Linked DNA regions of Siniperca chuatsi: region 2 is linked to region 1. A link is a contact called in public Hi-C data. All regions are on one chromosome and are shown on one strand. Each heading gives the region's core, a stretch centred on a gene start, on an enhancer-like site or on the middle of the called end of the contact. The rest is flanking DNA. Distances are from core to core; before and after follow the strand shown. Region 1 overlaps roraa (nuclear receptor ROR-alpha A). Region 2 holds the start of roraa (nuclear receptor ROR-alpha A).

Region 1 (4,941 bases), core at 513-3,012:
ATCAGATGTCTGGCTTTAATTTGTCTCAGCGCGCCTGAGGAAAGGTCATGATCCAGATGCTTTCACCCTCCTCTACTGGTCTTCAGCTTTCCACAAGAGGAAAAGAGAGAGAGAGAGGCATGGACAGAGTGGGAGGAAAGTCCTGGTGCATCCTCATTTTTAATGAGCATGCCTGTCCAACAGAGTGGTGGCTCATTTGTTAGGGAGGGACTGGCTGGGATGACCAGGGACACCTATGGATGGCTGACAGGATGTACATACTCACTGTTGCACTGAGGTGATTGAACAAGTCCCAGAGTGCACCTTGTCTCTGGGATCCCTTCTCCAAATTGTGACAGTCAGAGCCCATCCTCTACTTTCCTACCCTCTCCTTTACTCTCCTCTCCTCTCCTGTCCTGTCCTGTCCTGTCCTTTCCTTTCTTTTCCTTTCCTTTCCTTTCCTCTCTTCCCACGAGTTCCCTTTGCAGATCGACATTACAGAGTGCAGAGGTGTATAGTAAAACTAAAATTATTTCCCAGTTTCAACATTTACTGTGCACTTTGTAGACGAGATGTCAATGTTGTAGATGTTCTTGGCTGAGCTTAATATTACACGCAAAATTAAAGATTTAACAATTTTTGGCAGAAATGTATCTTTAATAAAAAGATAATTGCATTGCTTCTCACGTTTCTCAAAAAGTAAGCTTTTGCAAAGATGATTCACTATACAGTATATCTCTGTTAAGAAGCATGACATGATAATATTTGGTAGAAATTCTCACCAAAGCTTTTATTCATGGATTAATGTTGCGAGGAATGCTACAAATTTCAAGAAAAAGAACAATGAATACTAATAGATAATTGCAATCACAAGGTGTGTCACACTGTTTTAGCGCACAAAATGAGATCACGTACATCAGAACAGATAATTGATGGCAACAGGAAGAAAATGTTTTTAATAGGTTCTGACCTTAAGGCAATAATTGATTCAGTTCGCCTCATCACAATTCACTAATTTCTTTGGGAGAAATAGCTATGGGATTTTCTATTTTATATGGGGGCGGGTGGGTGTAGATGGCTAGAAGCGCGCACAATTACTCACATGAAAGAGCCCATGTTAAATGAGCTTGGCACTCAAGAAACAAACCTCAGAATGTGCCTGTGCAGACTGTTGTGAGCATGTTAATCAATAGTCATGATTTATTTAATGAAGTAGCTGTCAGGAAGTGGTTGTGTGAAGTGTGGAGAGGCTGAGAGGCACACACTGGTTTGTATTAGTGTCCACAGAGATGGAGAGGTTTTGTTTTAACCAAAGCCAAGAATGAGTAATGTGCAGATGTAGTGAATGTAAGTGGCAAATTACCGTGTTAGGACATAAATTTATCTTCTGATATAGAAATATTTTGAACTGTAAGTGGAAAAGCAAATTTCTTTGACAGTTTACTTTGTTTAAGCACATGTCTCATTGTTTCACTGTATGTGCTTGCTTCTGCAGACAGTTCATTGAGGGCACTCAACCACTTTCTAAATTGGCTTCTGATTCATTTCTAATCTGGAAATGTCTAAATACTGCCTTTGGATCAGAGTTTCACTAGCTATGTCCTGAAAATAGAGTGAAAAACAAGCGGAATCAACCATGTCTGTGTTTGTTTGGCCCACTCCGTTCAGGGCTCTTGCGAAACGTAACCAGCGTGGCATTGACAAAGATTTCGGTCCCACAGGCCACAGTGGGTGTGCAGAAGAAAGTGGCCTCGTTCTGGCAGCTGGTACTGAAACATATATACTTAGGCACAGTGGCATACGCTGGCACACGGAGACATACACAAACACACTCAGACACACACACACACACACACACACACACACAAACACATGCAGCGAGAGAGGCAGACTTACATAGCGTCAACAAGGGGAGAGTCCAAACATCCGTAGTAAGTGTTTGACTCAGCTCAACCCCTCATAGACACTCTTAATGGAGTTGGCTCTCCCTCCCCCCTTCACCCTGATTTCAGCTCAAATGAACGCCACCACTTCTCTCTCACTCGCTCTCTCTCGATCGTTGCCTCTGTCTGTGGACAAAAAGTAGTAGGAAGGGGAAGTTAATGATATAAAAACCACCACACTGTCTCTTTAAGTGGGGATTAAAAAAAGAGGAGTGCAGGCCAAGGGAGAAGAGGGGGCTGTGAGGGGGAGTGTAAAAATAAGAAGCCCGGCAGGAGCGGCACTGCAAGGTCACCTCTGCTGTAGTGTCGGGCCTGTCGGATCGAAGGCATGGCTAAGGGGTTGCAGTGGTACGGACCGGTCTCCCAGGAATGCTTCAGGAAGATCTCCTGCCATACCTGAGGCAGCCGCTCATTTATCTGGAATGCTGCGCTCCGACTGCTAACGACCAGCTCAAATTGGACTATTTTTTCCCATTTGTCAGTTGGCCAGCTGCACTGGCTCAGCTGCGCATCTGTGTGGAGGGAAGGCGTAGGACAATGAAAGTTCCAAACTCATTTTTCTCACTTCTCTTCATTTTGTGTCTCTCTTCTCACAGATGGGAGAGTTTTCAGTATTGTTGCTGCCTGTCAGTCTAAGTAAGTCTCCCCTGGCGCAGTGTTAATGGAGACGAGTGCCTTTGGCATGTGGCAAAGCTTTTCCTGTGACATTTATGAGGCCCCTGCACAGCAAGGGTGCTCAGTATGTCTTGTAATCTGCCTGTTGTAGAGGATATTTAACATTGTATGTGAGTTTTCTCCAGTGGCATGAGTTTGATGTTTTAACTCATAAAAAACAATTCTACCCTGTATGGACAACTATTTTCAAAATCATCATGGCACTAGCTGTGAAAGGATCCCTGTACAGCAGTGGCCAAAATAACAGGAATACCTTCAATAAAGTGCAGTCCACTACAACAACACTACACTACAAATTCCAGCATCGAGAATTATTTTAGAGACTAATAAAAAAACTCTCTGACACAGTCTCAAGTTTTGCAAAGTTAATATTCTTTGGAGGGCTATGTGTTAGACTGCATTGTACTGTATTGTACATCGTTTTTTTTTCCACATTGTATTTCCAATAGTATCAGGATTTTTTGTCACCATTGAAATAGGACATACTGTATAATCAGTTTACCATTTCTATTAAAACATGCAATGCAGCGACAGGATGTAGCTGATTGAAAAACTCCCCAAACTATATGAACAACCCCACCTGTTCATTAAGAGGAAATGAGAGTTTTTTTCCACAACATTTTTTATCATTTAAATGAGCTTCATCAAACAGGCCATTAATATGGAAATTACCCTCCTTTAGCTTTATTGCAAACCCTTTGCAAGCCCAGTGAAAAGCCAACTGTTACTGTAGCTTTACACTGACTTTTTACTTTTCAAGTTATCTCCAAGTGTTCTCTCAATGTACTGGGTCGATTATTATCCTGCTTTGCACAGAGTCCTGTTGTGCTTTATAAAATTAACTTACTAAAATATAAATTCATCCACAGGATACAATCAGACTGTACATTTTGTGTGCCTTCCATTACTGTTAACTGAAGTGCAAATTTTAGTAATGTAACTTCTAACTCCCTCCACCAAACTTAAACACACACGTGCATACATTATGCAATAAACCTTTAAAAAACATGTGCTGCACGCCTGAAATGACCTTATGAATTAAACAAGGCATGGTATTGTATATCACACATGTTTTGCCACAGAAAAAATGTCATATGCATTAGTGTTCGTTTTGGTTGGGAAAAGTTGAAAATAGACCCACCTCACCTACACCACTCACACACTCCCCTATATTTAAAAGTGCTCTGATTATAACTATCCCACTGTCTGTAGTTTATTTTTTTGGCTGCAGCACAGTTTGGAGGAAAACCACAGACTGGTCTGGAACTAGCAGAGGCGAGTCAGTCTGACAAGGTGTGAAAAGAGTCATGATCTTCTTCTCTCTCCCTCTCAGATCTCACTTTGATGGACTGCTTTGTAGTGCAAGGAGCTGGGCAAGTGCTGCTAAGCTACATTACAATATATGGCGTGTTTGCCCAGCAGGTGCCATTTCCCTCTCTGCCATAATTTGAAACACTTTGCATTGCTACCGCACTGAATGCCAATGTCAACTTAGGCATGTAGCTCACAGACCTCCTCTTTAAACATTTCCTGCACCACCTGGAAAAAGGATCAGTAATGTGCTGCGTCTTAAACTCAGTTGGTATTAAGATGATGTTTTAATCTATATTAGTGCTTGAATCTTAAAGGGTTGGTTCACCCAAATTTCAAAAAACATATTTTCTTACCCACATTTAGTGGTATCCAGCTACAGAGATAGTTTTGGTTTGTTTGCTCATATCTGTCTTTGAGATTTCTGTCTCCACCCCAATTCACTGGAAGTGAGTGGAATTGTATTCGCAGTGCTCACATGGACATTTAAAAAACTCAACAGCAACATTTGTTTCCAGAAAAAAAAAATCCCTGTTACTCTGTGTAATACACAGACCTCACTTTGAACTGTTTTCACTGGGACTATTTCTTTGGAAGAAAGTAGTTCCAGTGTAAACTGTTGACAGCATGTTCTCTGGAAGTAACGGCACACTGATTCTGAAAAGATACACAGCTGATTTTTTTTCTTACTTTTTTTTATTGCATTCAACTGAAATAAAGTCAATTTATTTATTATTTATATAGCCCAAAATCTCATATTTGCCTTATTTTCCATATTCCCTCAACTCACATGAGTGGGGGGATAACTCTTTAAACTGATGGGAAAACCTTTGGACAATTAACAAAGGAGGGATCCTTCTTGCAGGACAAAAAAACATGCCATATATACAGAGTAGACAGTAGCAAGAGTACAATTACCATATGTAGCGACAGAATGACAATAATAAAGCCAAAACATATCATACTAAAGTTGAAGTGAAACTGAAATTTATGTTGCTATCCTTATCCTTTGTGTTTGTTTTAACTCAACTTG
Region 2 (5,422 bases), core at 984-3,483, 56 kb before region 1:
CAGCTCCAAAATTTATATCATGCTCTTGTTGGTGAGTTACATGCAAGGAGTGCTGCACTGGAAACATGAAAACTGATTCCTTTTGACAAAGTCCCTCTCTAGTGACTAATCCAAACTTAAAATGTTGCCCGTTTTGAGTACTTTTTGTAGGATTTAGCGTATTCAGTGTTTTTACATGGATTAAATATCTCACTTCATTGGCTTCATGTTTTTGAATTATCCACACTTGCACATGTCCATGGAATTTAAACTCAGTTGATTTAATTACCAGACAGAAGCATTGTAAACTCTGCACCTCTCACCTTGTGTCTCATTGCCATGTTTGACACTATTTACCTTCATGTAAATTATGTCACTTCACTAATGAAGTGTTTATCCAGCTCGAAAAACAAACAAATAAATGAAAGGTCAACACCAATTACAAAAGCTTCACTTAACGCTAGTGATCATTTTCATTTTGTCAACCAACTAAATAGCACATCTGACACTAAGCAGAGGAGACCAAATCTGACACTGAATCCAAATACAGGACAAGACGAAAGGCCATCACAGCTTTTTTTGAAATGAGAATACATCAGCAAGCATCTGCTTAAAGTACATTTCTTTAATTTCTGCCAATTTACAGTATGTTGTAGTATACTACATGTACTACAGCAGTTGGATGTGGATACAGTCAAATACAGTGATGATTATGTATATTGTTTTGGCCATGTTTAGTCCATGACAGAACCTTAACATTTGTCATTTTTGTGCTATTCGTGTCAGTGATCCTTTCTTTAGAAAAGAAAGTAACAGTATGGTAATATAGAATTGTAGACTTTATCGCATGAGGTGCAGACATGAGCTTTGAAAGAGGTAACTAAAAAAGATGGTGTACACTTTCCGTATTTTAAAACATATTAAATTGAGTTCAATGTTATGTTTAAAGGCAGGCACACAGGTTTCAATCAAATTTAATCATCAAGGGGATATACTCTTATGTGAATGATGGTCATTTCCATTAAGACAATCCTAAAGTTTGAGGAAGACCTTGTAAAGTCAGCCTAATGAATATTAATAGCCTATACAAACACTTTTTTTTTAACAGTTATGTTGTGTTTAAAGAGATCACACCTTCCCTATATGATTTGATCACTATAAGTTCATTAGTATTTGGCACAGTGATTTATTTTTATTGCTGACTTGTCTATCAGCGGTCTGGCTCTGTACAGGAGGGCAGGACCACGTCAAAGTCCACGTGCACCGCTTTGAAGAGGCTGGGGATGCCGCCTCGCAGTTTGCCCGCTGATCCCTCACAGAATGCATGTGTTTGTAATTGCTGCTCAACAAGCGGTGCATGGATGCCGGTTGCCAGAGTGACGTTTGATGCCAGCTGTACACGGCACTGTATCTTAAAGCGTATTCTCTCCAAACTGATGTCAGTCTTAACTTTTATCTGGCAGAGCGGAGACACAGGTTATTCTGTGAGTAAAGGGAAGAGTCCTTTCATCAACTCGAGCAGACTGCTCAGAAATGCAGTCCGCTCCTCCCACAGGACGGTGGAGCTGATGATGATGATAATGGTGGTGATGATGATGAAAATAATGATGAGCGCTGTGGTTATCCTTGTTTGAATTCTTAGACATGAAAGTTGAGTTGTTATATGGTCTGGAGTCGCACACAGACTGCCTAATGCTGCAGCCAGGGATGGCATCCACTGGGAATAGATTTGCAGTAAATACTTCCTGTACCTCCGCAGCTTTTGACTGTAAATTGCAAACACAGACTGTATTGTGAATGGAATATGATGATGTGGATGATAGTGGCCATATTTAGCTGGAAGGTATTTGCAGATTGCCATTAAAGCAAAAATAACAACCACAAGAGCTGCAGTTTTCACACATTATATTCTCCTTTTTTAGCTTAATAGCCCAATAAAATGGTTTAGATCATGACATGATGCAAATGCATGTCATCATGATGTATTTTGACCATGTTGGCCAGTTTTCAGTTTCAAATTCAGCAGCAGCCTATAGGCTAGGTACTATTATCACAAGTATTATTATTACACAACTTGTAAGTGAGACAATACATAGGCTCGATGTAGAAAACTGCTGAGCAAGGCTTGACTAATAAAATATTTCCATTTCCCATGTAAAACTGCGCAGGGTCGATCAGCATGGATTATGCTGAGGCCTACATCTATTCTTCGGCTATTGACAACCTCTCCCTTTTCAGTTTGCATGACTGGAGCTCTCACTAGCGCTGCTAGTGGACAATCAAACCTACACACCCACCTCCAGACACACTCGCATTTCTCATTTCTTACTTCTAGTCTAAATTAGATAGCAAGACGTAGTGTCGGAGCTCGCAGATCGCATAGAATTAGTTTTAAGTACTAGCGGTAGTTAAACAGTAAATCTGAAATTCAACATGGAGTCCCCTCCAGATCCAGCGAGCGACCCGGGCAACAGCGCCTCGGAGCCGGCTACCCCGGTCAGGGAAACCCCGGTAAACCTGGAGACGCTCCGGAAAGCGGACCATCCAGCCCCGGTTCGAAGGCAGACCTGTTCAAGCACCAACAGAGGTAAGCGGACCGTGTTTTGCTTTTTACTGTATGAGAAATAAAGACCGATCGAGGTATTTTTTTAATCGAACTTCAAAATGAATTAAATCGCTTCCCCATAAATAACCGCACACTGTCTAAATTCACCCAACCACAGGGACATGGCTTTTTATTTAGTAGGCTACCACCGCGGCTTTTGCCCGTTCGGTTGTAATTAGTGCCTCCGTGTGTGTTGCTGGTGTTCATGCTCCACTGACAGCTCAAATCATAGCGGGGTGATATGGTCACAGATGTCACATTTACTCTGACTGTAAGATAAATCAATTACCCAGCAACTTAAGATTGACCAACAGGAGCTTCTCTTCGTGCCAAAACAGGCCAACCTGTCCGCTCAAACGCGATATTGTCAAAGTGTCAAAAGTGAACTTTTGGAGACTGTGGGCTAGTTTATTGATCAGTCCCATTCTCCTTTGTAGAGACGTGTCCTCCGCTATGCACACAGCGCCGTCTGGCTGGATTTTTACATCTCCAGCTAACAGATTTAGGCTATTCCTGTGTGCAAAAAGACGCCCCAGCAGCTGGAATTTGTTTAGCGCCAGCTCTCAAACACAGTTGCAGGCATGAAGGCGCTGCACGCCTTTTGCGACTAAACCTCCACATGATCAGACAGTGAAAACTAGACAGGCCTATATTATCAATTAGCCCGTCAAAAGTCTGTCTGCTGCTGAGGACTAGTTCATTTTACATGATTTATCCACCACGTCCCGTCCATGTTGTACAGTACAGACAGTATTTAACCACACCCCCTCTCGACTGTCTCCAGTACAGGCTAACCGGGATCATCCAAGTTCAAAGAAATTCAGATTTCTCTGCTGATTCTTCACAGGCAGAGTTGGTGTGTGCATGACAGTGAGGCGAATGGTGTATTTGTGACAATTAATTCATTGCACGGTGGGTTTTGTGCGCGAACTCTTCCTGTGCACAAGGGTATATTTAGAGTGTGATATGGTGAATGTGGAATGTAAGCTGGTTATGTAACAGGTTTAGCCATAAACAGAGGCGCGCAACTGAGAGCAGAAATCATCATCGCAGATCTTTGCACTTTATACAAGAGCTCACCCACTCCCCGTGATCACCACGGTTGTTTAATTACAAAAAAATCACAAAAAAATAAACAAATCACTGCACTTCAGCGGATATTTATATGCCACTGAAGGGAAACTGTGACTTTGTGGGTTGGCACAGCCGGAGCACTTATGTAATAGTGGGGCAAAGACAGGTAGTTGGGAGGCTTCGTGGATTGATTTCTTTTTTCGCAAGTCTGACTTTGAGACACTCCTAACCTGCTGACCCATATTCACCCCACCCTTTTATGCACAGGATTAACGTGCGTCTGGGAAAGAGAAAGACAGGAAAAAGAACGCCTTCGGTCTGTTATGTAATGCTGAATGGGTGAAAAAAAACACCCCACATGTTCAGTGGGACAACCTCTGCAGCTTTGAAGGAGTTTCCCTGCACTGAAACTTTGTTTTGACCCTTTTGCAAAGAATAAGACTGATTGTTAGAGAGCATTAGCAGTAGAAGCCTTAAAGAAAAGTTGTGAGAACTGTTGTCTAAAATGAGTTCTGATTCAATGCCTAAATGAATTGAGTCTCATGTTTAACTGTGTAGTTCAAATTTCCATGTGTCAAACAGGCAGATGCCTGCTCAATTTTCAGAAGACTATGGTAACAACAGTAAATACATTTTTTATCTTATCTTTCACAGTCATTAAGTTGCCATCTGTAGCTTTGATGTACAGTTACATACAGTAACAGCAATCTATTGTGGTCTGCCATCTAACCTATAGCCTACTCTCTTGGAGTGGGTTAACGAGACATTTTAACATTGCAACAATTGGCCTATATTTATTTTCACTGGGCGCACAAAGCTGATTATTTATACCTGTAATAATGTAGAAATATTCACCATGCAGGAGAGCAGAAGAAACGTTTGCTTTCATAAAGAAATGCTTTATGCTTTATTTAATAAAGCATTGATGTAAAGTGTTCTATTAAGGAGTAACTGCAGTTGGTTTATTGCGTTAGGATTACTCAAAAAATAAAACAATAAAAGACATGTATGGCTCACGGTAGTGTTACAGACTTGTAAGACATTTTTTAGGATTACAGTTCTTTGCTCAAACTTGGGCGTTTCAGGCCAGCCACAGAAACCAACATCTGAAAGGCGGCAGACACTTGCTCACGCGCAGTTTCCCTCTTTACACCAGCTGTATTAGACTTTCTGAGGATGCACATTTCTTATCCTGCATGCAGAGCGTTTACTGTTTTAACCCTGAGTGCTAATACCTTTTTAAGTAGAAAGGGCTTACTTCAGCAGAAGCTCTGCTGTAAGACTTGAGTGGGTCAGAGAACAGGCCTTGGAGGGCTGTGGATATCATTACTGGAAAGAAGAAAGGGTGTTATTTTCATATTGCAAGATCCCTCAGTTCGCAAATTTGGAAACAATCAATATTAATGGCTTGGTTATGTAAGGTCATGGTCTCTGCAGAGGCTTGAAACCTCACAGTTGCACAGGGAATCTTTGTAGCCGCAGATCTGATAAGAGCTCCGGTGACATGGATCCTCTGTTAACATGAGCTAGTTTGAGTGTCGAAAGTGTGTATACAGCTCATGTGCGCGTTGTAGTACTGTAGTAGAAGACTACACTGAATGACACTGCACACTACGCTTGTCTTCTTATGCTGTTCAAATGCTTGTTATTGTCAAACATCATTTTCTTTCATTAGGGAGAAAGAGGTGAATGACTACTATAAAAGACAAAAAACATTATGTTGCTTTTAACATATTGTACTTATTGTAAAAGTTGTCTTCAGCT

The links. A called contact is a pair of places that touch in the nucleus more often than the background predicts.
Region 2: a contact with region 1 is called in a Hi-C map of liver, with 2.0 times the contacts expected there. The contact joins the promoter of roraa here to the enhancer-like site in region 1. A contact is called at or near these places in 2 of 3 Hi-C or Micro-C datasets (liver and skeletal muscle).

The regions. Positions count from the first base shown.
Region 1 is chrLG4:11,820,217-11,825,157 of ASM2008510v1, reverse strand. The region is part of intron 1 of roraa (nuclear receptor ROR-alpha A); the gene reads left to right. Among protein-coding and RNA genes, the nearest start is that of roraa, 56 kb to the left of the region's middle. Within about 2 kb of position 1,762, the one cell type or tissue checked has an H3K27ac peak away from gene starts, as active enhancers do. A contact at or near this core is called in liver, where this site is marked.
Region 2 is chrLG4:11,875,822-11,881,243 of ASM2008510v1, reverse strand. roraa (nuclear receptor ROR-alpha A) reads left to right here and starts at 2,233. Exons shown (of 10, transcript XM_044193105.1): 1 at 2,233-2,566. The coding sequence starts at 2,413.